Linked DNA regions of Mustela erminea: region 2 is linked to region 1. Evidence: chromatin contacts called from public Hi-C data. All regions are on one chromosome and are shown on one strand. The core of a region is the stretch at or near the end of the contact, and the rest is flanking DNA. Distances in the headings are between cores, read along the strand shown.

Region 1 (6,112 bases), core at 1,837-4,336:
AGGTCATGACCTCAGCCAAAGATGCTTACCCAACTGAGCCACCCCGTCGCCCCTCAAATAGACAGTTTTTAAATAAGGCATAACTGCAGTTCTATAATTTTTTTTAGAAGGTACTCAATAAGATTCAAACATTTGCTATCTATCTACCTATTCTCTAGAAGATAAGCTGAAAGGATTCTAACCTTGGCTTTTTCACTGTTTCAATTTCCATGTGCATAAAGCCAGTATGTACTTTAAAACAGGACAGCTTAGTTGCTGAACTTAAGGCACCTTAATCAAACTGCTTGTTTGACACTACTATTACTACCTGGTACCTCCCTATGCCTCTGTTTTCCCCTCTACAAATTAGAAATAAAAACAGTACATGTATCACTGGTCTCTCACAATATCACACTACCATAGAGTACTTTTTTGTGAGGATTATATTACTTAATTCATTTAAAAGTCGGTCTGGATATGTGTTGATAATTATAAAATGTAAATGACAGAAACACAAAGGTTCAGCATATTGTCCTCATTCATTAAATTTAACTTTCCATAATAAACTTTTTTTTTAACTTAGAATTGTACTGGCATACAATGAGGGCTCAACATGTGCCACTTTTATCAGTCTGCAGGCTACTTGCTAAAACTAAAGGAAATAATACATGAAAGTGCCTTGTATTGTGCCTAGAATGTTGTGTATCAAAATATAAGTTGCCATCCTCACATCATCTTTCAGGTCAGTATTCAGCAAAATATTCATCACCTATTAATTATCTTTTGATCCATTTGGGACTTAATATTTAAGCATAAGCTACTATATTTATGACTCACCTCTGACAAAGAGCTACAAGTTACAATATCAACAGTCAATGAGATACAGTGTGTCCAGAGCTCAGGAAATACACTGAGTCCAGAGTGGAGCTTCACTGATATTTTGTACCTAATCTCAACTGACAGAAATTTTGACTGGTTTTGTTTATTGTCTAGCATATTATAAGACTGCTCCTCAAAACCAACAAATTACAAGCATTAAACAATAACTCAGGTGACACATTCAAGAATGACTCAAGTGAAGACTAATCAACACAGAAGATGGACGACCAAGAGATTATCTGGAGCAGTGGAGTGGTGTAATCTGCATAGTAGCTAGTAACCTAGTTGGATAAACTAAAGTACTAGAAGTGTTGATTTCATGCCCTTTCCTAAACAAAGTCATGAAAGAGATCTACCAACTATGAACCCTAAGAGTCTTTTAAATCAGACACGAACGGAAAGTCAAATGATTGTATTTTTTCCAATACCTACAATCAATGATCCATTGTAAAGAAGAAAAAGTGTTAAAGATGGTTGCATGCATAGCATTTAAAACGAATTAACTTCAATTCCCACTTTGGAACTCTAGAGGGCACCAGAAATATGCCCTCCTTTGCACCACCCCTCCTCCCGGGTAACGTGAGCAGCTGCAGGAGCCCGTCGTCTGGTTGCTGAGGTTGGTATTGCAGCAGCAGGAGAGATGTCTGCAGCGGTGGAAACAGCAGCGCCCACTCCCAGCTGCCTCACCAGCCATTACCCAGGCTTCACCCCGGGGGCAGCTGCCACCCAAGGGAAAGCTCCTCCCCCTCAAGACAACGGGGACAGACAAGTCCCATGGCTGAACCCCTACAAACTGACAACGTCCTTTAAGAACAACATATTAGGGGCAAAGGACTCACAATGGGGGTGTTTTCCTCACTTTCTGCCAAAGATGCACCAACTGGAGTTGAAGGCGATTCCTGGTCCTGGGGTAAGAGGAAAGATGAAAAATGGATCAAGAACATCCAACCATGTGGGAAAACCGAGCCCTTTCCACCAGGATTCCTCCTGAAGACGATAAGGGAGTAAGAGGTCAAGGAGGTTTGGCCCTTCTATTATTACTCCCCAACCCGCAACCAGCAATCCTCTCCTACGTAAAGTAGAGGAAAACCACGCAAAATATATATCTGGGAACAAAACCCACGTGAAAAGCAAAATCTGGAGGGAGGAGGCTGGAGGGCACCAAGCCTACTAACTGGGAAGGGGCGGGCGGGGGAGGGGGGGAAGGGCAAACGTTGCCTCGACGCCAGCAAAGGAATTGTATTCCCTCCTAAATTTGCCCACCCCAGCGTCATCCCCGTCACTCTCCACACCAATTCGGAGGTAAGGGGCGGCTCACGTCACCGTCGGGGTGCTATCTCCCATATTTGCCCCAAGCAGTTGCCCTGGGCCCGAGACTTGCCCGCCCGCCCCCCCCCCCCCTCGCTTGCAGTCGGCGACCGGCAGCGCTGCCTCCCCGTCCGCCATTAGAGACCCAGCCAAACAATACGTGAGGAGCAAGAGCCGCGCAACGCAACCCAGGAAAGAGAAGAGCGACGGAGGGGACCGGGTGGGGAAAGAGGCAGCACCCGCGCCCCGAAAAACTTGGGGACCTCAGGCTACCGCGGAGACGGTCGGAGCGCAGCCCCGAGAGCGGGAGAACGAACTGAAGCGCCCCTCCCCCCACCCTTCCACCACCACCCCCCCGCCTCAAGAAAGAAAGGAAAAATACCCCGCGACCTCCCACAGCCCCGACCCGGGCAGCCCCCGCCCCCCGAGAGACCCCCGCCTCTGGCGTCCGCCTCACCCAGCCCTCCCGGCCTCGCCCTCACTCTCGCAGCCCTTCGGGCCGCATGCGAAGACGCCTGTGACATGAGCGGAGCCCGGAGCAGCCCCCGAGGCCCCGACGCGGTTGCGGCGACGGCGGCCGCGCCGCGGGGTATTAATCCCGGGTCGGTGGGAGGCTCCGGAGGTTGCCCTCACCCATCTCCGCCTCCCCAGTCGCCTCCGCCTCCGCCTCCTCCTCCCGAGGCTGCGCGGCTCCCAGCCACCCCCACTATCAGCGGACCTGGACTGGAAAGACAGCGGGGATAAGCCTCACCCGGTTCTGGCTGCGGCTCCGCGGAACGAACCTCCCCTCCCCCGGCCCACCCCCCCTTCAGCAACACGCACAACTCCGCTCGGTCCAGTCCCGGGTTTAGAGCTGGTGAGGAGGAGGAGGAGGAGGCGGAGGAGGCGGCGGCGCGGCCGTGCCCGGGAAGGCCCCGCCCTCCGCACCCTCATTGGCTGGCTGGAAGGGCGGTCCGGGGCGCCTCCGGGACGTCCATTGGCTACATCTGCCTTCCTTCAGCCCCCCCCCCGAGGGGGTGGTCCGGAGGGCAGTCCATCAGGAACAGACCACACCCTCCGGCGTTGCCATTCCACTCCCCCCTCGGCCGGCGCTCGGCCCTCGGCCGCGTCCCCTCCCCTTCTTACCCCCGCCTACCAGACCGCCCCCACCCCCAGGTCCGTCAGGGTCAGGCCGCCCGAGTTTCGCTGCCCGCTGCACCGGCCCCTGGCTCGGTACCCGGGGGCCCAGGGTGCTCTCCAGGGCCCCGCACAGCCCGAGGGATGGAGGCCGTCGTCGCCTGCCCTAGCTCGGGCCTGGACGCCCAGGCCCCTGGAGCCGCTCCCAACGACCCTGTCCGAGGAGCGACGCGGCCTCGATGTCCCCAACGCCCTCCCTGTCCAATGCCTGAAGCTCCCCGTGAGGGGCGAGCCCGGCAAGGGGCTGGGGCGAGGCAAAGTGGGAGGTCGGGGCAGCGCTTGAAGTGAGTTTCCGAATGTGCTGAGGGGAGTGGGAACACTTCCACCCTCGCCTCACCCCCGTGGGGAATTGTCCCCCCACCTCCCGTCATGGCTGCAGGAGGAGACGACGTCCTCCATTTTGTCGGGACTGCTGTGGGAACTTGGGACCAATTCAAAACCAAACCCGTGGGGCTGGGAAACTTGGCCCCGCGAAGCCCCAACTGGGTTCCGCCATTCGGCCGAGGGGATAGCCCTTGATTCCAGCGTCTGCGCCTGAGGGGCCCTTGGGGGACGGGTGCCACGGTGGAGAGACTCAGACGCCGCTCCCCGCCTCCATCAACCAAGATGGAGGAAGCTGCTGGCTCCCCTGGAGCTGGGCTCCCGCCTGTTGGAGGGGCTGGAGCCTCCCCTCAGTGTGTCCTTCGGCGCTGCCGTCGTCCTCCTCCGCAGACTCTTTCGGTTGCCCTCCCCCAGCCTCTATCCAGCCTCTCCACTGCCTTCCACCACCTCCTGGTCCTCAACGGTTGATGGAGACTCCACTCCACAGCTCAATCGCTTCGCCCAACCAGGGCCCGCCCGATTGCGGGCAGCGAGCGAAGGTGCGGAGTGTTGCGGCGCGCCGCGGGGCGGGCGTGCCGGGGAAAGCCACATCGACGGTGGGGCTTCTCTTTTGTTCATCGTCTACACCTACGTCTTTGGCGCACGTCATGGTGCGGTGCACTTTCCAAGATTCCATGTAAAGATGAAAGTGAGGCCTCTCTCGTCTCACCCTAGCGGTTGTTAGTGGCATTACACTTGATGGTGTTGGGGAAAGAAATGGATGGATACATGAGACTTGGCAATTTCGTGGTTATCTAACACCACTGCCTATTAATAAATAGACGTTTGAGGTTACAACTTAAAGTTTTACACTAAGATGATGAACATAAGGTTTTTAATGAATCAACTCAGTAAAAACTGATGTTGAACGGTTTTAGATTACGCTTACACAATGTAATCCAGTAGAAATTGAGATTCATTCATTCACTATGACTTAAAAAATCAAATAATCCTAACACCTAGAGCTAAATGCAATAAATATACTACTCTTTGTTTAAGTTGAAGAATATCCAACATGCATTTCAATGAGTTTTCTCAGAATGGTATTTTATTTTTCAGTAGATATTTTATTTCACAACAAAATTTTCTCAGTATTCTAATCCAATATCCTTGTAAGACTTTGTATTACACAGTACTGTTTTACACTGGCTTTTTTTTTTTAGGATTTTATTTATTCATCTGAGAGAGAAAGCACAATCAGGGGGAGCCCAGAGGGAGAGGGAGAAGCAGACTCCCCGCTGAGCGGGGAGGCTGACTCAGGGTTGGATCCCAGGACTCTGAGATCATGACCTAAGCCAAAGGTAGTCACTTAACTGAATGAGCCATCCAGATGCCCCTTACATTGACATTTTTGATGTCCCTATCTTCACAACAGAAATCTCCTCTATTACCAAATGCAGGGCAACATTGTAATAATTCTGTGAAAACTTGGAGCATCCCTTTTTTCATCATATACCACAGCAGTAGGTACTGCACATTGAATTTATAGTTGGAAGGCTTGAATAGAGATACTTCCCAATAAGCTCTGTCATAGACTTAAATGCTAAATCAGATTTCCAAATGTTGTTCAGTTTGAGGAAGTTTTATGCTGCTATCGATTCCCTGGCATTATTGCCATTTTATAATCAATTAACAAGAAGAATAATTGCAGTAGAATATATTATTCACATTTTGTATCCCTTCTTTTAAGTCTTTGTCCTGGAAAATGTTCACTGGGTTCCCTGCCTAATACAGGAAGAAATCTAGTTGAGAGGTAAGAATGGGTAAAAAACAAGCCATATTTTTGTCATAATTTAAATAAAAATTACACTTTATTCTATACAAAAGTACTTTAAAAAATAAGTATTTGGATGTTTATACCAGTATTATTCATAATTTCCATCAAAGTGTAAACAACCCAAATGTCCATTAATTGATGAATGTATAAACCAAAAGTAGTATACCTATATTATGAAATATTTTTTATTATTCATCCATAACAAGGAATGAAGTTCTGGTCCATACCATAACATGTAGGCATTATTCCAAGAGAAATAATCACAAAAGACCATTTTTTGATGACTGATTATGTGAATTTTCCAGGCTAAGCAAATGTAGAGAGACAGAAAGTAGATTATTGGTTGCCTCGGCCTTGGGAGGTGGGAAGAGAATGGAGAAATAAAAATGTCTAAAACTGGCTATAGTGATGGTATAGTGATGTGTAGGTAATAATTTCACTTTCACAGAGTTTCAGGGGGGGATTCAATAGACATACACATCCAAAACTTGCACCTCACACTTATAAGGACCTCAAAAACGTTAGCTGTTTTTTGTTATTGATAACTGACTTAGTGGAATTTTTTTTAATTCTTTATAATATTTTGTGAGGAAGAGAACCATAATGATATCTCTATCATCAGTACTATGCTAG
Region 2 (6,112 bases), core at 2,590-5,089, 320 kb after region 1:
TGATTTGACATTAGAAAATCAATATAATTTACCACATTAATGCAATAAAAGAGAAAAATTATGTGATCATCTTGATAGATGCAGAAAAAAAATTTTAATAAAATTCAACATCCATTCAAAAAAGTATTTAGCAGCTAGAGTGCCTGGAAGGCTCAACTGGTTAAGTGTCCAACTCTTGATTTCGTCTCAGGTCATGATAATAGGGTGGTGAGATCAAGCCCTGTGTAGGTATGGCTCCCCACTCAGGGTGGCATCTGCTTGTGAATCTCTCTTCCTATGCCTCTCCTCCCACCCTCCTACATCCCAGGACTCACTCTCCCTCTCTAAAATAATAAATAAATAAACATTTTTTAAAAAAATCTGACAAAAATATTGTTGAGGGGAAAAAAGCACACACACAAAAAACAAATATTGTGAGATTCCGTTTGAACGAAAGAAAAAAATCTGGTACAACTACACTCAAGTCTCAGAGAATGCATCCTTAGGCAGAAAAATTACAAAGAAAAGCAAGAAAGCTATTTCCATATAATAATCCAGGACAGTGATTTTGGGGGATGGTAGAGGATACTTGATGAGAAAGTTGAATCAAAAGAGGTTTCCAGGGGCGCCTGGGTGGCTCAGTGGGTTAAAGCCTCTGCCTTCAGCTCAGGTCATGATCTCAGGGTCCTGGGATGGAGCCCCACATTGGGCTCTCTGCTCAGCAGGGAGCCTGCTTCCTGACCCCCTGCCTCTCTGCCTACTTGTGATCTCTGTCAAATAAATAAATAAAATCTTAAAAACAAACAAACAAACAAACAAATAAAAAACAAAAACAAAAGAGGTTTCCAGGGCTGGCAGTCTAATGTTTTCTGACTTGGATGGAGGTTACACAGGTGTTGGCTTTGTGATAATTGATGAAGTTTTATAATTAAAATATTTATTTGTACCGTAAAAAAAAAGTCAAATCAGATTCCCATAAATAGTAAAAGTACTAGCTTTTTATGATGTAAAAATGATTCCAATTCAAAATCGAAGCCAAAATTTCAAGATCTGTCAGATTCATTTGATTGTTCTGAAAACATACAAAAAAATATATTTAGCAATAAACTGAAAGAAAGAGCATGGCTAATATATAAATTTAGAATTAATGCTATTCCTCCAAGCCAACACTCATCATTATGATTGTCTTAGTCAATAAGAGAATACCACAGTCTGGTGGCTTATCAACAACAGAAATACCAAAGACCTTAAGACAAAAAGGAGGCCAAACAAACTCTTTAAGACCCTTAAGTTTTTCCACTGGCTGGCTCACTTAGCTGATGTAGATATAGTTCACAGAACCGATATAGTTCTGTTCTGCTGAGCTAATACTTTTCATCTTATGAACCACTCATTCTCAAGAGCACCTAAAAATACAAGGCCCTGAGAACTAGAATTTTCACCCAACTTCACATCACTAAAGTGATATAAATAACCCTCCTTTATTGCTTTAAACACTTAAGCTTCATAGTTTCATCCGCTTTTGACTAAAATATATGAGACTTTGGGTACAGCGCCTACAATTTTGGGGACAAGGAATATTAAATATTGTATGAATTTAACTACATTGGAATTAAAATAAATTTAAAAAAGAAAAAAGTACACCAAGAGGTGAATCATCTTAATTCTAAACATATTACTCCTCTAACCAAATATTTTTCCAAATATTTTCTATGTGCCAAGCACTGAGTTAATTGCAGAGAATACAAAACAGTCCAAGATTGGCTCTACTCTCATCCCAACATGCTTTTGTAATATATTTGGGAAAATTACACCAAATAAATTTCTATCTTTGCTGAATTGTAACTAATGATAATATTAATGGCACTAGATTTCAATTATTTATTCCCAATAGACAGACTCTTCAGTGTCAGCAACTGTGTATGCTACAATTCATCTCTATATGCTCAGGACCTAACACCACACATAGCACACAGCATGTGATTTAAAAAAAAAAAAAAGTCTGCTAAATAGACAAAAACATTAATGCAAAGTAGCACATGACAAACAGAAAACAACAGACAATAAAAAGAATACAGAGGGGCGCCTGGGTGGCTCAGTGGGTTAAGCGTCTGCCTTTGGCTCAGGTCATGATCTCAGGGTCCTAGGATCAAGTCCTGCATCAGGCTCTCTGCCGGGCAGGGAGCCTACTTCCCCCTCTCTGCCTGCCTCTCTGCCTATTTGTGATCTCTCTCTCTCTCTGTCAAATAAATAAATAAAATCTTTACCAAAAAACAAAACAAAACAAAAAACAAAAAAAGAATACAGAGATCCAACTACCACGTTAGACCTTTGGTTATCTCACACTTACCTACTGAAACAAAGTGCTTCCCTACTGTCCATCCTTCCACCCATTCTCCTTTACCCCAGCTTGCAGTCCATGATTCATTCACTCATTTAATAATCTGATATACACAAACCACTTACTACATACCAGGCACTGGATTGAATACCAGTGATACAAAAATTAATAAAAATATTCCTTTATTAAAGGAGCCTACAACCTAGCAGGCGAGACAAATATTTAAAGAAAAACGCTTTAAGTGCTGAAACAGGGGTCTGAACAAAGTGTTACTAGGGTCTAGTTGAAAAAGCATCTCACTCTGCAGGGATCAGGGCCAAAAAAAGATTTCACTGAGAAACTGACGCTCAGAGAATAAGACCTAAAAGACTGCGAAATAGAAGAGAGGAGTAAGCGCCAAGGCATAGTGTAAGGAAGAATTTCAAGTATTACTGTGTGGTTTCAATCACACAGTAAACAAGAAGGAAAGATAATGGTCAGGTTTTTAAGACCTTTAAATGCCACCCTCTTGGGCGAGGTTCTGAGGACGAAGAGGAATTCCAAAAGATTTTAAACCAGAAAATTGATCATGGCTTTGAAAAACACTGAAACGATGGCGTGGACACTGGACTATGAAGAGAAGCACGATGTCAGAGTCACTTTCTAACACGGAGCAGTGGCCCCAATCAGGTACTCGAAGACCATGACAAACCCTTCACCAACTGTCTGCACCCCTGACACTCACATACCGCAACCTACACTGCTTCCTCTCCTGGCCACATAACCCTTTCAAACTTCTTGAAACGGACCCTCACAGCCACAGCCCAAGAGTCCGTTGAGGAATGTCAATGCACTGCTCCCATGATTCGCACGCTTGCGTCGCCTCCGGCTGTCACGTTCCTTTCCCCCGCCTACGTCGTGTCTGCACAAGCTGGTCTTTCCCAGCTTGTGAATTCTGGGAGGGCTTTGCGTCCTCGCGCGGCAACCCTCCACAGACGTCCAACAGCTAGCTCCCTGCTTCACCACGCCAGGCCCAGCAGGCCCAGCCTCGCCTCCCCCCGGCGCACACGTACCCCCTCGGTCTTCATGTCCAGAATCTTTTCCACCTCAAACACATCTTCTCCGTCCTCCTCGCTGTCTCCAACTGCCTCGGCTCCTTTCGTGGCGGCATCCTTCTCTTCGCCCACTGCTCCAACACCTTCTCCTTCGACTTCAGGAGGTTCACCATTGCTGTCGGCACCTGCAACAGGAACTGCATTCACGCTCTCTCCCTCGGCAGCCGCCGCCGCCGCCACCGCCACCGCCGCCACCACCACCTCCGCCATAATATGAGACCCGCAAACCGCCGAGGAAGAGCGGCTGCGACACACACCCCGACAGTTCCTCGCGCTCCGCACTTGGCCCTAATCCACTCTGGCAGCGTGACGCTGCGAAGGAAACTCTCCAATAGCGGGCTCACGACCCTGGAGCGACACACACTGAAACCAATCACTTCGAGGCTGGCGCGCTGGAGCCCCACGGAGCCTACGGGAAGCGGGTGGGAGGGCCGAGGGGCGCCCCGGCGGAAGGGCGGGGCGGAAGGGGCCGTAAGAGTGTGGCGGAGGATCGTTTCTCGTGCTGGCGGTTGGAGGGATAGGGCCGCTTCTGAGCCCCTAGGGGGTTGGGGCGGGAACTGTCGGTGGGGAGGGGAGGGGCTTGTCTGGGCGCGGGGGAGGAGGGAGTGAAGTTGACGGGGTTCCTCGGAGAGGTTGGGCTTCAGCGCTGAGTGGTGAATCGGCAGCGGAGGCGGGCTCGGCGCTTCCCGAGTTGAGACGAGGCGGCGGGAGAACACCAGAGGCGCGGTAGTTCGACTGAAAGGGAAGCTCAAGCTCCTGAGGGGACGGAATGGTGCGCGAGGTCTCTTCCTTCTTCCAGTTGCGCCTCACGGCCAAGGCGGGGGCCTTTGTAGGAATGCGGCCCACCTCCCACCTCGGGCCAGAATGGAATGCCGGGCGGATCGTGCAAGTGTAATTTTGATTCGTTTAATGCGTGTGAACGACACAATCAAACATAACTCATAGTGCTATTATATATTAGTATATCGTATTGTTTAAGGTTAGGGGAAAAAAATTTTAAGTAGCAAGTCAAAACCAGTTATTTTCTAAGTTCTTCGGATTTTTTTTTCCCCATTGAAAATGTCAGAGGTTGTGATAAAAGTATTTCGTCCACGATTGACAAAGCTAGTTATCCAAAGTTGCTAGGATAATCCACTTAATGGTATAATATTTTTCTCACTTTGAATCTTAAATAAAATCTTTATTGTAGGGAACTTTCAACTTTTTAAATTTCTTATAAAGTTTAAGTAATCTCTACACCCAACATGGGGCTCAAACTCACCCTGAAGATCAAGAGTCACAAGCCTTTCTGACTGAGCAAGCCAGGCGCCCCACGGCACTGTTTCTTTGAATGGTGGACTTAATTTATAAGATTAGCTCTTTTAAATTAACTCTGAGGTTAACTAAAGAACCATCTATGATCCACCAGATCCATTTGGGTGATGGAGGAAAGACAGGTTTCAAAGCATACAGCCAAGAAAGAATTTCTGAGACATCTTTGGTGCAAAAAGTCCGTTTTACTAAAGCACGGGGACAGGACCTGTGGGCAGAGAGCTGCGCTGGGTCATTATATACTTTCAAGTTGGAAGGTGCTTGGGGATAGCATAGATTTCTCACAAATTTGGAAGCAAGGTTTCCAGGACCCAGAGGGGGCTAGCTATTGTTGCGAAAAGGTAATTAATTACTCTCTGGTAAAACCCCAGTCATGAGACCCTTCAGATGTATTTTGCAGGAGTAGAGATGAAGTTTCCAAAGGAGTTTTTGTATGTCAAAGTAGACTTACAGGATACTGGAGGGTCGGGCTAAGATTGCCTTTTGCCCTTAGCAAAGTATCAACATCAAGGCAGTTGAATCCCTAGATTCAGTTTCAGAGACTTGTCAATGGACTGTAAGTAGTAGGAAATTTAATAATTTTTCTTCTACCTTTGTTTCCCACATCATGGGAGAGGCACATCAGATCTTGAGTGGGCTCATTGATTTATTATTTATTTAGCTTACTAAATGCATCCTATGTACCATCACCATACTAAGTATTAAAAACACAAAGAGCAATAGAGCATAGTATTAAAATTCAGTTGACTAAATTTGAAGATCTTATTGACTTTATTCAACAGTTGGGGCAGCATCCCATCTAGCAAATAGGAACTCCAAAGAAATGCAGAAAAGGACAGGTTTTTCATGACAGAAAGGGGGTAGGGCAAGGAATTTCATAAACAAAAAAGGATTATTTCAGGCAAATGCACTGTTCTTTGGGGAAGGCTGGAGTCTATTAAGAGGATCACCTCACTAGTACTAACAGGAAATTCCAGACTACTAGTTAAGATTATATTCCTAGAACAGCCTGAAACTGCAGTTAGGTTGGATATCAAGTCTTGCTTTGCAAATGTGGGTGTTGACATAGATAAGTCCATTTTGGGCCTGTTGTCTCTTAACAGTCTCTGCCCTCCACAGACTCTTAGTCTATAAAGGAAGACACACAACAATTCTAATAATTAGATATCTTTTTAAAGTAAGTTTTAAAAAATACTATAATCAAATAACATTAGTTGATGGGGAAAGCTCATTTTTTTTTTCAGAAGAATTTCGCTTAACAAGCATAGAAGAGAACATAGAAAATCACAATATTTCATGAAAATAATTCAGGCAGCAAAACCATTAGATAAAAGATTGATGAGGAACTGGCTGCCAAAGTATCTCTTCAGACTGTTGCCTGGTTGTA

Evidence for each region. Hi-C and Micro-C count contacts between places; a contact is called where the count stands out from the background.
Region 2: a contact with region 1 is called in a Hi-C map of skeletal muscle, with 11 times the contacts expected there. The contact joins the promoter of MPHOSPH8 here to the promoter of ZMYM2 in region 1. A contact is called at or near these places in 2 of 3 Hi-C or Micro-C datasets (skeletal muscle and spleen).

What each region holds. Positions count from the first base shown.
Region 1 is chr15:85,080,578-85,086,689 of mMusErm1.Pri, forward strand. It overlaps ZMYM2 (zinc finger MYM-type protein 2), which reads right to left and starts at 3,087. Exons shown (of 25, transcript XM_032314311.1): 1 at 2,918-3,087; 2 at 1,698-1,763.
Region 2 is chr15:85,404,585-85,410,696 of mMusErm1.Pri, forward strand. It overlaps MPHOSPH8 (M-phase phosphoprotein 8), which reads right to left and starts at 3,840. Exons shown (of 14, transcript XM_032315375.1): 1 at 3,373-3,840. The coding sequence starts at 3,624.